Regions from separate parts of the Sus scrofa genome. Here all the other regions are linked to region 3. Evidence: chromatin contacts called from public HiChIP or PLAC-seq and promoter capture Hi-C data. All regions are on one chromosome and are shown on one strand. The core of a region is the stretch at or near the end of the contact, and the rest is flanking DNA. Distances in the headings are between cores, read along the strand shown. Region 1 holds the start of IQCA1 (IQ and AAA domain-containing protein 1). Region 2 holds the start of ACKR3 (atypical chemokine receptor 3). Region 3 holds the start of COPS8 (COP9 signalosome complex subunit 8).

What was found. Promoter capture Hi-C pulls out the DNA fragments that hold promoters and counts their contacts. HiChIP or PLAC-seq counts read pairs in DNA pulled down with a chosen protein or histone mark.
Region 1: a promoter capture Hi-C map of liver shows a contact between it and region 3, with 5 times the contacts expected there. The contact joins the promoter of IQCA1 here to the promoter of COPS8 in region 3. A contact is called at or near these places in 1 of 5 promoter capture datasets (liver), 8 of 47 Hi-C or Micro-C datasets (embryonic fibroblasts, epiblast stem cells, fetal liver and 5 more) and 2 of 2 datasets of contacts at active chromatin or transcription factors (alveolar macrophages and skeletal muscle).
Region 2: an H3K27ac HiChIP or PLAC-seq map of skeletal muscle shows a contact between it and region 3, with 5 times the contacts expected there. The contact joins the promoter of ACKR3 here to the promoter of COPS8 in region 3. A contact is called at or near these places in 2 of 5 promoter capture datasets (fetal skeletal muscle and liver), 5 of 47 Hi-C or Micro-C datasets (adipocytes, alveolar macrophages, embryonic fibroblasts and 2 more) and 1 of 2 datasets of contacts at active chromatin or transcription factors (skeletal muscle).

Annotation. Positions count from the first base shown.
Region 1 is chr15:136,321,351-136,325,855 of Sscrofa11.1, forward strand. IQCA1 (IQ and AAA domain-containing protein 1) reads right to left here and starts at 1,375. Exons shown (of 19, transcript XM_013984621.2): 1 at 46-1,375. The coding sequence starts at 56.
Region 2 is chr15:136,368,618-136,373,504 of Sscrofa11.1, forward strand. It overlaps ACKR3 (atypical chemokine receptor 3), which reads left to right and starts at 1,840. Exons shown (of 2, transcript XM_003133759.4): 1 at 1,840-1,995.
Region 3 is chr15:136,826,452-136,831,236 of Sscrofa11.1, forward strand. COPS8 (COP9 signalosome complex subunit 8) reads left to right here and starts at 1,771. Exons shown (of 8, transcript XM_003133761.4): 1 at 1,771-1,989; 2 at 2,972-3,042; 3 at 4,179-4,227. The coding sequence starts at 1,912.

The DNA of each region.
Region 1 (4,505 bases), core at 125-2,624, 510 kb before region 3:
GGAGAAACCTACCCCATAGCTACGGCCCCGCAGCCCATCACTTACGCGTTCGACATGCTGGCTACTTTCCCTCTTTTCCTCGCCCGCCTGGAAGCTCTTCTGTCGCCCTCTGAAAGCTGGCTGCAGAAGTCAGGAGACCACCAGAGGCGCTGGCGGAAGGTCCTTCTGGAGAGGGACTGGGACTGGGGATATCCTCTCACTTAGAAAAGGGAAAAGCAATAGCCAGGGGTGCGAACAGCCCCAGAGAGGGGGATTCCAGCGTTCTCCTCTCCACCGCGAGGCTCCAGAACCTTACTATGGCCGCGAGCCAGAGGCGAGGCGGAACCTAGCAACGGAGACGCTACGCCTGCGCAGCGCGGGTCCGCTCGGCCGCCAGCGCGCTTTCCGCCCCTGCATGCTTTGCGCCTGCGTGGCGCTCCTGCTGTTTCCCTGGCAACCGCGTGGCCCACTGGGGCGGAAGCTGCCCGGCAGGTGGTGGCTGAGCGGGTCCGAGTCACCGCCTCCCGGGGGATCCGCCCAGAGCGCGTTCCCCGACAGGCCCCGGTCCCACGTACGCTCGTTGTCCGCCTTGCGTCCCGCTTTCCCGTTTGCCCATTTTCTTCCAGCTTCAGATATGTGGCCTTGGACGAGGTCCTCAATGTTTGGGACCCCAGTCTTCCGGTCTGTAAAGGGGGGGTGACAGTCGTTCTTCGTTCCAAACATTTCTGGGTGTCTGCTGCGGGCCAAGCTCAGACTTAGATCTGCGGGTGCGGGCGGAGAGGCAGATGCTGCCCTGCTGGGGCTTAATGAAAATGGAGTAAGGCAACAGCACACCGTAAATATAAAAGGTGTGGCTGTTATTCATTAGCAAGTCGCTCCGAGTGTTTGCTTTCATTGTTCTGTCGTCTTTGGTAACCGTGGGGATTTATTTGCAGATTTTATAATCTGCAGTTCCTACAGGAACACATTCAGAAGGACTGCGGTTGAAACAGCGTGTAGAGGACAAACACGTAAAAATTATAATAAATCTGGATCATAGGACCGTTCTCCCACACCGCAATTACTATGACATGAATAAAAGAATAGTAAAAACCAGCAAATAAAAAAAAGAAAAGAAAAAAATTAAATACAACTTCATACCATAAACTTCAAAACAACTCAGTGAGATAGAAGCCTGCGCCGGAGAACAGCATCTAATTTCATCCCCTGGGGCAAGATGCCAGGTAGACAAAGTACCAAGGATGCTCACTAATACTTTCTAATGTAAAGAAGACAGGAATTTGAGAAGTGAGGTGAAAGGTGAGTAGAGTAAGAGGAAGCAAGCCACCTGGGAAATCCAGGTGAGATAAAACCATCACCAGTCAAAATACTGGCTGCTGTCCACAGGCCCCATCAAGAGCTAGGAAAAAAAATCACTAGCGCTTGCCATTTTCTAGGACTTTACACCAAACGGAGGCAGAGTTTCAAAGGAGAAGGACATTTTGTCACAGGAACAGGATGCCCTCCTGACAAAGGTAAGGAATGGTGGTAGGGGAGTTTACCAGAATCCAGAAGAGAGCTGAGCCCAGACCTTGCAAAGATTCAGTGGTCAGTCCTTATCCTCACTGTGTATCCAGGCTCGAGAAAGTAAAAATGCCATCTCCCAGCTGTCAAACTCATTCTCATACAGTGTGAGAACAGCCAAGGAGAATTTGCTCACAGTATATTTGAACAACTAGAAGATTTGCAGAGAGCAATCCACAATACATACGTGTAAGATGGAAAGAAGCAGCATAGCCTCTATCCAAATCCAGGACTTCAATAAAAGGAGGAGGGAAAAAAAGGATTTTGGCGTGGATGAGACAGGTTAGCAGCCGAGCCTGGAGGAAGAGTAACCAAACAGAAAAAAATTCTTTACATGTGTTCCATATTATAGAACAAGGCAATAAGGACATCAATTTAACAGAATAAGAGCGGGGAGAGAATATAAGACAACATAATGAGAAGGAAAAGAAGATTCTATGGGAGCTCCCTTGTGGCACAGTGGGTTAAGGATTTGGCATTGTCACTACAGCGGTTCAGGTTGCTGCTGTGTCACAGCTTTGGTCTCCGGCCCAGGAACTTCCTCATGCTGTGGACAGGGCCAAAAAAAAAAAAAAAGAAAGAAAGAAAAGGAGATTTTTATAGCTAAAAGAAACAAATGAAAATCAGAAATAGTTCAACAGAGGAACCAAATTAGAAATAGACGGGGCACAATTCATTTGAATGACTGACTTAAAGGAAAAGCTGAACTCCACTGCAGTGAACGTAGAGAAGAAAGGCATTTAAGCAAATTATAAAGGATGAGCTGATGTTCCTGAAAGGGAGACCTCCGATTAATTTGTTTCAAAGATAGAAAGAAACATTTCTGAGATGAATGAAACCTGCAGATCAAACGTTCTCACTATGTTCCAGGAAAAACTGACTTGGGACAACCCACCCCTGAGATATCCTGGGCATGTTATTGAGCTTCAAGGAGAAGTGGTGCAGGGACCGTGGCTGGCCTCACACTGGTGGTGGTATTTACACCGTTCTTGGGGGGAAACGTGAACCACAAATATTGCCACTCATCACAGTTAAGATTCCAAAATGCGAACACTCTTAGGAAATACAGTGCTCACGTGTCAACTGGCCTGTTTTTAAGTGCAAGAGATAGAAAAGCCAGTGTCCAATGGCTTAAACCGTGAGAGGCTCTACCATCTCCCTTAATGACAAGCATACCGACGAGGCTGTTTTGGAGCTGATTATTTCAGCAGCGTGGTGACATCACCAGTGTTTGGTGGTCTTCCCATCTTTGGAGCAGTCATCCTTAGGAAGTTGGACAGTTTCCGTCTGCCGCTGCTCTAGACATGACAGCTTCCCTCGGTAACAAGTCAAGACAGAAAAAAGGACCAGCTGCGATGTGACTGCCATTGTTGTCTTAGAGTAACCAGCATTTACCTGCGTTAAGAGCGAGAGAAGGGTAGATTAAAAAAACCAATCAGGCCGTGTGGGCTGCCGGGTAGGCGACATTCAATGCGAATTACAGCCCATGAGCTTTTCTAGAAAATAAAACTCTTGATGATGAAATCCAGACACCCGAAGATACAAGCCGTGTTAAAAGGAGAGCGAGTACTCCGTGCAAGACAGTGAAACAAGGTCTTCCAAACTCTACAGAGCAGAACAAACACAGTTGTCCTCTGATTGTGTCCCACGAGCTTTGCCAGTTGCTGCACTGACAGACCGCTTGTTCCACGCCAGGGTCTGCTTACGACCTGATGTATATTCATTAGAGCGTCCCACTGATTTTTTGAGTTGAGTAATGTTTTCATCCTCATTTTACACACCTGGATCCTGACTCAGGCAGGTTAAGCAACTCTATATCCAAGGCCACCCTCCAGGTGATGGTGGAGGTGCACCTGGCTCACGTGATCGTCTCCCTCCAAAGACCACACCCCTAACCCTTATCTCTTTGTTGGTAGCAGCACCTCCCTGAGTGGACATTTGTCTTAAAAAAATTGGTTTCCTGTGGATAGATGTTACTAAAGACAGTATTTCTCAAACCACTTTTACAAAAAAAAAAAAAAAAAAAAAATTGCTCCCTACGTATGTATATTCAGTAGAAAAGGTTACTTTATCCTCAGTGTTGAATAATTTATGCAGCATCCTAATCAGACTGCCAGGTCTCTGGGAACATTCATATCTCCGTCCTCTGGATCTATCTAAAGTCATTCGGGCAAATGTTTATTGATGCCCATTCTGTGCAAAGCACAGTCGTCCCCGCCGTGCGATAGGAAAGGGTGTGTCTTGTTAGGAATGGATTCTGCCTTCCAGCAGTAGAGGGGACGGCCACCCAGGAGAATGATGCTCTCAGCCTTCGTTTTCCCAGGGACATTCTTGGAGGGAGGACAGGCCTGGAAGGGTGTCTGATTTCCTTCTGTCTCAGAAGCTTCAAGCCCCCAGGACATTCCTGTCTCTTGAGCATTTCTTTTTGACCACACACTGGCAGTAAAGAGGGGCTGCTTGGCGCCTCTGGAAAGTGCAGCTGGTTGGGGCCAACTCTCATGATCATTCTTTGCTTTTACTCAAAGCTCGCGTGCAAAACACAACAACTCTCTTCTGCAGGAGGAGCTTCTACACAGTTAAACCTACGCATTCCCTCCTCAAGTCGTCTTAATCACAGGGTGCCCACGGTCGAGTTTTTAAACACAGGATTTCAGGTTCCCCGGAGTTCCCGTCGTGGCTCAGTGGTTAACGAATCCAACTAGGAACCATGAGGTTGCAGGTTCGATCCCTGGCCTTGCTCAGTGGGTTAAGGATCCAGCATTGCCATGAGCTGTGGTGTAGGTCCCAGACGCGGCTCAGATCCTGTGTTGCTGTGGCACTGGCGTAGGTGGGCAGCTATAGCTCTGATGAGACCCCTAGCCTGGGAACCTCCATAGGCCGTATGTGCGGCCCTGGAAAAAGACAAAAAGACCAAAAAAAAAGAAAAAAAAAAAGTTTCAAGTTCCCTTGCAATCAGTCCCTCT
Region 2 (4,887 bases), core at 590-3,089, 460 kb before region 3:
CCTACCCAGCCCCTTGGGGGGGGGCACGGGCCCCACGGCGTCTGAGCTGAAGCGGATTTTTTTTTTTTACAACTACTTTGCGTTTTCCTTCCTCCACTTTAGCAACTGCATCCTGTCGGGGGTTTCTCGGCCGGCAGCGCGGCGAGCTTTCTTTTCATCAGAAAGCACTTCATCTCCAGCGGATTCAAACCCGTGTTTCAGACTCACCCTCCAGCTTGCCAAAGGAGGAAGGCGCCCTCTAAAGAGCAGATCAAGTTCATAAACTGCAGAGAGTCAGCCTGTGCGTCAATGTTCTCAGAGGGGACCTCTGCTCTGCCCCCATGGGGGCCTTTCTGTCGGTCTCAGGGTCACCCGCGGGTGGCAAACGGGGCCAAGAAAGGAGCTGGTCTTAGAGCCTCCTTACATTTGAGCAGAAGCTTACAGCGCCTTTCACTCTGGGAGCTCGAAAATGGAGCTTTGGGTACCCAGGCGACAGGAAGAAGATTCGTGCCAGTTCTTAAGGACAGCGACCCTGTCGGCAGGGACAGGATGCGCAGACGCCCACGGAGGGCGTCCGGGCGCAGGGGTGCGCTTAGCTCCCATCCTGCGGTGATTCCATTGAGCTCCCTGAAGTTTCATCTAAGCAAAACCTTTCTTTTGTGAAGCGCTTTCGCCACACCAGGCCTTCTGGCTGCTGGGGAGTTTGACCTTCCAATCCTCCAGACTCAGCATTTGGCCGTCTGCTGGTATTTTTCGTGGAAGTGTAATAAGAACCGCAACACGTTTCAGCCGCGGAGAGCGTGGGAGCAGCCCGCCTGCCGGGGCTGCCAGCCCACTAGTGACTTGAGCCATGGAACTAACTCCGCGAGAAGCAGAAAGCAGAACAAAAGCCACACCACCGCACATGACTCTGGGGGAAGAGCTCAGCAAGGACGTTGTAAAAGTGAAAGTTTAGGTCGCCCTTTTAGGGTGGATTATTTATCTAGGGCCCAGGCGGTGAATGTCATATGAAACAGTTTTTTTTTTTTTTTAGGTCAGGTTCTTCCATGGACAGAACTTTAGAGAAGAACATAGATTTCAATAATAATTAGAACTTCTAGATAAGAAGGTAGGTTTCAGTAAAAATAATAATAAAGGTGTTAATCTCACCTCCGAAAAAGACATTATCAGAAGACCCCTGTGATACTTCCATTGTGTGCCTGGCGCGGGGTCGGGGCTTCCGAACATCAGTTTCATTAGATTTGCAAGGCCGTTGGACCTAAAGTCCTTCACAAATGAAAGATTTAAATAAAATCAATCCCAAAGACTCTTTCCCCCACTTTGGGGGTACAGGATGTGGTATTCATTCATTTCTCAGAACAAAAACTGTTAATTCTGTTTTGGAGAAATTAACAAAACCCAGGTTTAATAAAGCAACACCAAAGTTCAGAAGTTCAGAGCAATTTGTCTTGGGAACAAAGTCTTCCCCTGAAGCTGAGAGGCATTCAAAGGAATTCTTGGTGCTAATGGGATTATTCAAGAGATACCTGCTCCCAGATAAATATTTGATGATTTTGCAAAGCACTAGGGTTTCTTTGCCATTCTTTTTTTTTTTTTTTTTTTTTTCTGCTGCTGACACATTTCCCCCCTGGGGTCTGGACCTTGTAGCTTCATTAGACTTTGCAAATGAACGTGGCTGGGGTTTCCCAAGAGTGTGCTTGCGTGGGAGAGCTCTGCCAGAAAGGACAGATGGGGGTTTGCAGGAGGCGTGTGTGCGCACGCGTGTGCAAGTGTGTGCGTGCATGCGAGCATGTGTGTGTGCGTGCGCGCCTGTGTGTGTGCACCGAGAGGGGGGTGGCTGAGGGAGGGAGGGAGGAGATGTGGGTTACAAAGCTGCCATCTAGAGGCCGCCTCCCTGCAGTGTATATAACGCAAGTCTGCAGCCCAACAGCTCGCACTTCCTCCAAACTGCTCAGCTCTAAGGCAGTGATCGCAGGGAGCTGGGAAGGGGAGCCCTACGCCGAGCCCAGCCGGGAGGTAAGGAGACTGAGCTGGGTCGGCAGCCCTGCTTAGAAAGGGAGGGAGGACGACGGGCAGGGCTTCTGCTCTTAAGCTAAGCGCTCTTTTTCAGGGGTCTCGTTTATTCGTAGTGGTGATGGGTGCTTGGGAGTCTGCAGGTCTGGTTTCTGAAAGCAGGGGCTGCAAGCTGCATGGCTGCATTGCAAAGTGCGGCTGCTAATGTGCGGCTTCGCCTTGGCTGCAGAGAGGAAAAAGGGCAGTTTTCTGAAGTGGAAGCCCCCCCCCCGCCCCCCACCCGGTGTATTTGTTGAATTCAGGAATTGGGGATTTGTTTGCTGCCGTGGGTATTTAAGCTCCTGCCGGCAGATCACTTCACAAGAACGCAGACGGTCCATTCAGCTTGCTCAAAGTTGGCAAGGGGGTCAGCTTGGCACCGCTGCTTACCTGTTTCACTCCTGGTGTATCAATGGGGAAGCAGAATTGGCAGTGAGTGTGTGATTCCAGAAAGACGGACCCTTTATGAAGAGGCATCTTCTTCAACGAAGAAGAAAACGGTGCCGAGAATCTTTGCGGGCTCAGGATGTGTTTGAATTCAGTGCTTTGGAGGGATTACCAGAGCCTGTAAATCCGGAAGCTATAAGGGTGAATGTTAAATACAGCTTGGCCCGTTTGTCTCCTGACTGCATCCTTCCTCGTCTAATTTGTGTATTTATTATTCTCTCAGAAGGTGTTAAGTCCAGCTTCATGTGGGGAAAAAAAGGCACATGCACAAGTCTAGGATGTTGCAATGGAATGATACACTTGAAATAAAACAGGACTTTTGTTCAGTTTTTGTGCATGGAGATTCAGGCAGTAACTGCGGGGAAAGCCTTTGGAGTGAGGTCAGGCAGGGGTGGTTATAGCCAAGACCTGCAAGTTACAGGCAGAATGAGAAGTGGTAAAAGTCAGACTGCCCGGCTCCCTTGCCCTCTCTTTCTTTCTTTCTCTTTCTTCCTTTCTTTCTTTCTCTTTCTTCCTTTCTGTCTCTCTTTTTCTTTCTTCTTTCTTTCCTTCTCTCTTTTCTTTCTTTCTTTCTTTCCTTCTCTCTTTTCTTTCTTTCTTTCTTTCTTTCTTTCTTTCTTTCTTTCCTTCCTTCCTTCCTTCCTTCCTTCCTTCTTTCTTTCTTCCTTTCTTTCTCTCTTTCCTTCTTTCTCTCTTTCTCTTTCCTTCCTTCCTTCCTTTTTTCCTTCCTTCCTTTCTTTCTTTTCTTGTCTCTCTTTCTTGCTTTCCTTTCACTTCACTTGCTCACCCCAGGATAATTACATTTCCCAGAAGAAGGAGAAGCCCCCTGAAATGGTTTATAGCCCTTTGAAGGTATTCGATGCCTTGACACCCCCTGAAACTTGGCCCTGCAAAGTCTCAATGTGGCAACTTTTTCCTTTCCTTTTAAAGGCGCAGAGGCTGCCTTTGTGTCCCTTTATTTATTCCAGGGAAAAGAGGAGATCGAATAGGCTTGCCTCAAACGGCAAGTGGAGGCTGCCGGTGTCTGTGCTTAACTTTCCATAGATTTTAAACGGATAAACTGCTGGCCCTTCTTTCAGCAGCCCTTGAGTTTCTCCAGATGCAAAGCCTTTTTCTAAAGCAGAGCTGCACATGGGAGCTCTCGCTTGGAAACAATTTGCTCTTTTTCCCCCAGCCTCTGCCATAAACACTGCCCTGTGCATTCAGCTGCCTGGGCCGGCCTCGTGTCCCCCCCTCCTGGAGATGGAGGGGGAGGAGCACTGCCCTGGATCGGGGTGAAAAAGCAAAAGAAAACGGAGGAATGCCTGTATTTTACTGCCCATCTGATTTTTTTTGGGGGGGGGCTGTGCATGGAAGTCACTGTTTTAGGAAAGTTCCAGAAAGTCCAGCCCAGACAGCCTGCCTGCGCGTACCTGGGCCAGGACCTCGGTGGTGAGGTTATCCCAGATTAACAGCAAGTCTTGAGAGACTCGAGAAGGTATTATCGTTTCTAATCAGGTCCAGAACAGGCAAAGTATAGGCTTTCTGGATGGGGGAAAAAACAAACAAAAAAAAGACACAAAAAAACCTACTTAATCAGGAACAGTGGCTTTTTGTGTGATCCCTCTGGGCAGAGAGGCTCCCGTTTTTCAGGAGACACGAGGGAAGTTGGTTGAAGTTACTCAAACCTGAGACTGAAAGAGAGTCATTCTCCGAACGCTGAGAAGAACCCAGGAGCAGGAATAGCCTGAAAAGGTGTCATGACTTGAGATTGTTCGCAGCGCTTTTGCAGAACACGAATAGAATTTGAGGCTAGAAAAGCATGTGTCTTTTTCATCCAGGAACTTGGTTTTACTTAGACTCAAAAACAGTGTTAGAAAAAGCCTTCCCTTCAGATTGCATGTGTGTAGGTGGAACGTTGAAAGCAACCAAAGATCGTGTGTCATGTCCAGCGATTTTAAAGCCCAGAAAATTGTAGCTTTGGGACCCATATGTTTTATGAAAGTAAAAGCGAGCAAGCAGAAAAAGAAAGAAATGAGAAAAGGGGTGTGGGGGGGTGTCTCTGATTTCAAACACCTGATGGTTTGGTTACATAAGAATGTATTAGTTTAGAATTGGGGGGAAAAAACCCCATTGTTGCTTCTTGATTGAAGTGATGAGAGAATTGCATGTTTTTATAGGGAAAATTTTGCTGTGCCCCGTTTGTTGTTGTTGCTTGTTTGTTCGGAGCGTTCACAGGGTGGAGGGGCTGAGACGACTTCAGGTGGCCTTAGGCTGCTCTTGGCCAAGGGACGGATGACGAAGGAGTGGGCGGCATGGGGACTGCACGGTCAGGGCTCTGCCAGCCAGGTAGCTGGCCTCTTCCAGTGTCCTTATTGTAACAGAAGCCTCTGTGGGTTCCTCGCTCAGTGTTAAGTCTTAAGATTGTGT
Region 3 (4,785 bases), core at 521-3,020:
CCCATTGTGGCTCAGTGGTAACAAACCCAACTAATATCCATGAGGATGCGAGTTCTACCCTGGCCTCAGTCAGTGGGTCAAGGATCTGGTGTTGCCACAAGCTGAAGTATAGGTTGTAGACATGGCTTGGTATCCAGTGTTCTGGCTGTGGCCAGCTCTGTCCGATTCAACCCCTAGCCTGGGAACCTCCATATGCCACAGATGTGGCCCTATAAAGTAAAAAAAAAAAAAAAAAAAAAAAAAAAAAAAAAAAAAAAAAAAGAAATGAAATTTCAGAGTTCTGAAATAACTATCTTCCCAATGAAATCTTTCTTGGCCAGAAATAGGCTGGGAGCCATTATCACATGTTGAAAATTCAAAATCTTGTTCCTCAAACTTTGTCGAATGATCTCAGAATCATTTTACCCTTAGTCCCTTTTCTTTTCTTTTTTTGGACGAATGAAAGTGTGTTGCTTTCATTCCCCCAAAATATCTCGAGTTCTACCAGCTATTTGCACACCTTCCTATTTAAGGTTTTTGGCAATTCTTTGAGCAACTTTTGCAGTGCTTTTCTTATCTCTATGTTCTATCTGAAGCATAACTAAACACAACCATTTCCACATGGAAAGTGTTGATTCTACAAAAATAATCAGTGAAACCGTCACTGTCTTGGAATCCTAAATAATTTTATCTTCGAGTATGGGTTTGGCAAGTCCATAGGGAGGACAGACACTCAAAGAGATGATTGAGGTATGCGTTTTCTGCCCTCCACAGTGTTTAAAATACCCCATGAATGCAGAATTCCCAGTCGACCCCAAATGATAGGAATTCAGCAAGACCCAGCTTAAGTACAAACAAAGTGTTACGTCTACCAATTGTGTGATTTCTGTGATTCCACATGAGTTAAATGCACTTATATTCGCCTTTAAAATTGGCTTCGTATAATATAAAGACAGATGGTAAGATGCATGCTAATAATTGAAATTTTTGCTTTTTCCCTTTCTTAGAATATTAAATAGCAAACTTTAGAATGCTATGAAAAGTTGAAACACTGCGGAATAAGGGAAAAGCTTTAGATTCTATAGCCTTTACGGGTAATTTCCCTTCTGCTTTTTGAACTAGTGATGTGCGTTTTCAATTTGCTTTGGGCTCACAAATCCTGCGGCTGACCCTGCAGCAGGGCGGCCTAGGCAAGGGCAGCAAACCAAAGTATAAATAAATAACGCACCATACAACGTTCGTTAGGACTGCGCAGAAAACTGAGGAGGCCAGGATGGCTGGAGCAAGTCGGAGGGATCTGGGGATTTGATCTGTGAGCGATGCCAAAGACTCTGGATTGTTAGGGATTTGAGCAGAAGAATAACAAGACGACTTAGGTTTCAAAAAGCATCATTTTGGCTGCGGTGGCTGTCCGGGAGTAGCCTGGAGGGAGGCGGAGTGAGGTCCGGAGAGGACCGAGCTCAGGCCCTGTCGGGTGGTCCACGCTGGCGCAGCCGCTCTCGGATGGGGGGCCTGCAGGAGGGGAGCCCCCAGGAAGGACCGCACCGCCTGCACCGAAGCGGGAGGGCTGCTGAAGGAGGAGGCGGGGGGAGGAACCGAAAGCTGGGTTTTGAACTTTAAAATTTCCGTGGCCTCAGAGTAAAGGCAGCGAAGAGTCCGCAGACCGGCCCCAGTCCCCGCCCTCCCTGGCTCCGAAAGCCGCGTCCCCAGACGCCAGGCGAGTCCTCCAGGACATAGAGTGCACGGGCCAGAGCGGCAGCGACCCCGCCAGGCCGCAGCGACGTCTAATGACGCGCCGGAACCGATGATGCGCCTGCGCACGGGAGCTCGGCGGCGACGGCGGCTTTTACGTCATCGCGGGCGCGACGCCCGGAGGGACAAGTCTGGGGTCCAGCTAGAAGGGGAGGTACGGCGGCGGGACCGGCCGGGAAGATGCCAGTGGCGGTGATGGCGGAAAGTGCCTTTAATTTCAAAAAGTTGCTGGATCAGTGCGAGAACCAGGAGCTGGAGGTAGCCATTCGCCTTTCGGGGTCGCGCGTGGCCTTGTGCGGCGCCGGTCTCCAGGGTAACGGGGCCCGAGGCCCAGGGCCCGCCGGGCTGGGGCGGGCGCGGGGCCGGGCGTGTGGAGCCCGGGACGCCGGGCCTGCTCCTGGCTGAGCATCCAGGCCTCGCCTCCCCGAACTTGCTGGGGGCTTTTTGTTGTTTTGTCTTCAGCCAGTGAGCCCGAAAATGCTGTGCGTCTTTGCTCCTAACACTCTCCAATATGCTTCTCGGGTTAAAGATGTTTCCTCCCCGTCGTGGGGAGAGGTGAGGGAGTCTGTGTGCGCGTTGTAGCCTGTTCCTAACTCGGAAAGTCCTTAGTCTCATGTCGCGGAAGCTTGCCGTCTTAGCTTCATTAGGACTGGTGAAATTATTTCACGAAGGTCTTAACAGTAAGGGTTTTTTTTTTTTTTTTAATTTTCTTAGAAAGGCACTTACAAGCATGTACAGTATCAGTATAAAAAGTTAATTAACCCAAAGAGACTACTGCCAGAAGCAGCAGCTCACTAATAGACACTTAACAGATGATTTTCTGAATAAAGTTGAACAAGGAGAGAAACGTCTTCGTCATTCAGCTGTGACATTTCTCTCTTCGTTACTCACTTACCTAGATTTTCAACATACCTGGTGTAACGGGCAGAATCATCATACTTGAGGAATCTGTGGGAAATACTCTTGTAACAGTAAGGCCATTTAAATAAGAATTTGAGAACTGGGAAAGGGATCCCACTGAAATGTTCCCGTGCATATATAAACTCAGTGGCCCAGAGGGAGATAATTCATAGCTGGTGACAGATCTAAACTTATCACTCTGGCTTTTAGTGTGTGACACTCTCTTTTTCTCCATCTGTAAGGGTAAGTACTATGAAATATGCTTACTTTTTAGATGCTTTGAAAAATACAAAAGTATACAAATAAATGAGCTTTTTCTCTTTTGTTTTTGGCTTTAAAGGCTCCAGGAGGAATTGCTACACCTCCAGTGTATGGTCAGCTTCTAGCTTTATATCTGCTCCATAATGACATGTAAGTACTTTCTACCTAAAGCTAAGAGAAACAGCTTCCTGAAGAAATTATTCTTGCGTTGAAGTAGCATCACTAAAACATAGACAGAAGGAGCTTTACATTTTATTGTAATAGTATATTTATTTCATATACTGAATCATGGCTTAAATCGTGATTAGGCTGAGTTAAAATGCACTTCTTTTCTTATATCTTTCTTAAAATTTTTCAATCTGTTACGATGAACTACAGTGTCAGTAAATTCCTTTAAATCTGTTAGTCTCTTCTCTTTTGTTTTGTTATGAAATGTCTGTCTTTTATGACCTGTTTACTTAATGTCACATGTGATCGATAGACTAAGAGAAACCGAAAGGGAAAATTGAGAGAGCTAAGAGGAATTTGTTACTGTCATGTATGCGATTTCTTGAAAGGTTTTGTTTTTAATTATTCCTCATTCACGTTCATTGAAGACAAGTCAGTATAACTGCGCAAAAAAGAGTCCTTATGTTCTGAAAGCCATGATTACTGTTCAGTTTTGTTTTAAAATTCTTGTAAACCTTCTTATTTGGCATCTTTTAAACTAAACTGAGATTTTTATTACTCATCTATTGTATAAATTATGTTTCTTGTTTTATAATCATGTCATTATATGTTTGTTATCGTTCAAGATTCCAAACTCTTAAAAAAAAAAAAAAAAAAAAGAAACCAAAAAATCCTGCCTTGAAGGTGTGGTGGCTCTGTAGCCACTGGTAGGAGGAAGGGTCATGAGATGGAGAAAAGCACTGTGTACCTGTATACTGTCAGGGAACAGCAGTGCCTTGAAAGTGTATGAATCTGTTTATTTTTATATATGACTAAATTATTTAGGTAGTCCTCTTTAAGTCTTTGTACTGTAACCTTAATTTAAGATCTGGATTATTAATTTAAAAATTCACTAAAAATGGCAAAATGTTACTTTGGTAAAATATTTCATGTCTTTTTATCTGGGAAACCGCTCTCATTTCACCTGGACAAAGTCATGTACAACTAAATTTCACCCTGTTTAACGTAGAGTATTTCAGAGTATACTTGTGTGTGTTTGCAGTGGGATCTAGAATTTTAGACATTTACTAGGATGATTTTTCTAAATTGCTTCTTCTTTCTTGGGGGATATAAATTAGGAATAATGCAAGATACCTTTGGAAAAGAATACCACCCGCTATAAAGTCGGTAAGTACTCTTGTGATGAATCTTACTACTTTACTGTAGTAATGACATTCACTTAAAAAGCAGTTTCAGCGAGTTCCCCTTGTGGCTCAGCGGTCGCGTATCCGACCAGCATCCATGAGGGCACGGGTTTGATCCCTGGCCTTGCTCGGTGGGTTAAGGATCCAGCGCTGCCATGAGCTGTGACATGGGTCAAAGACGGGCTCGGATCCTGTGTGGCTGTAGCTGTGGTGTAGGCCGGCAGCTGCAGCTCTGATTCGTCCCCTAGCCTGGAACCTCCATAGGCCTCAGGTGTGCCCCCCAACCCCCCAAAAGCAGTGTCTTACGAATTCTCTTGTGACTCAGCATGGGAATCTGCGTCGTCACTGCGGCCACTCGGGTTGCTGCTGTGCGCAGCTTTGACCCCTGGCCCGGGAACTCGCCCATGTCGCATGTCGCGAGTGCAACCAGAAACCCCCAAAACAAAAAGCAGTCTCGTAAAAGTTTGTTTTCTTTTCCTTGTGGCTCACAGAAGTAGTTATTAAACTGGTAATAAAGTTTATGAACAGATCTATAAATTCC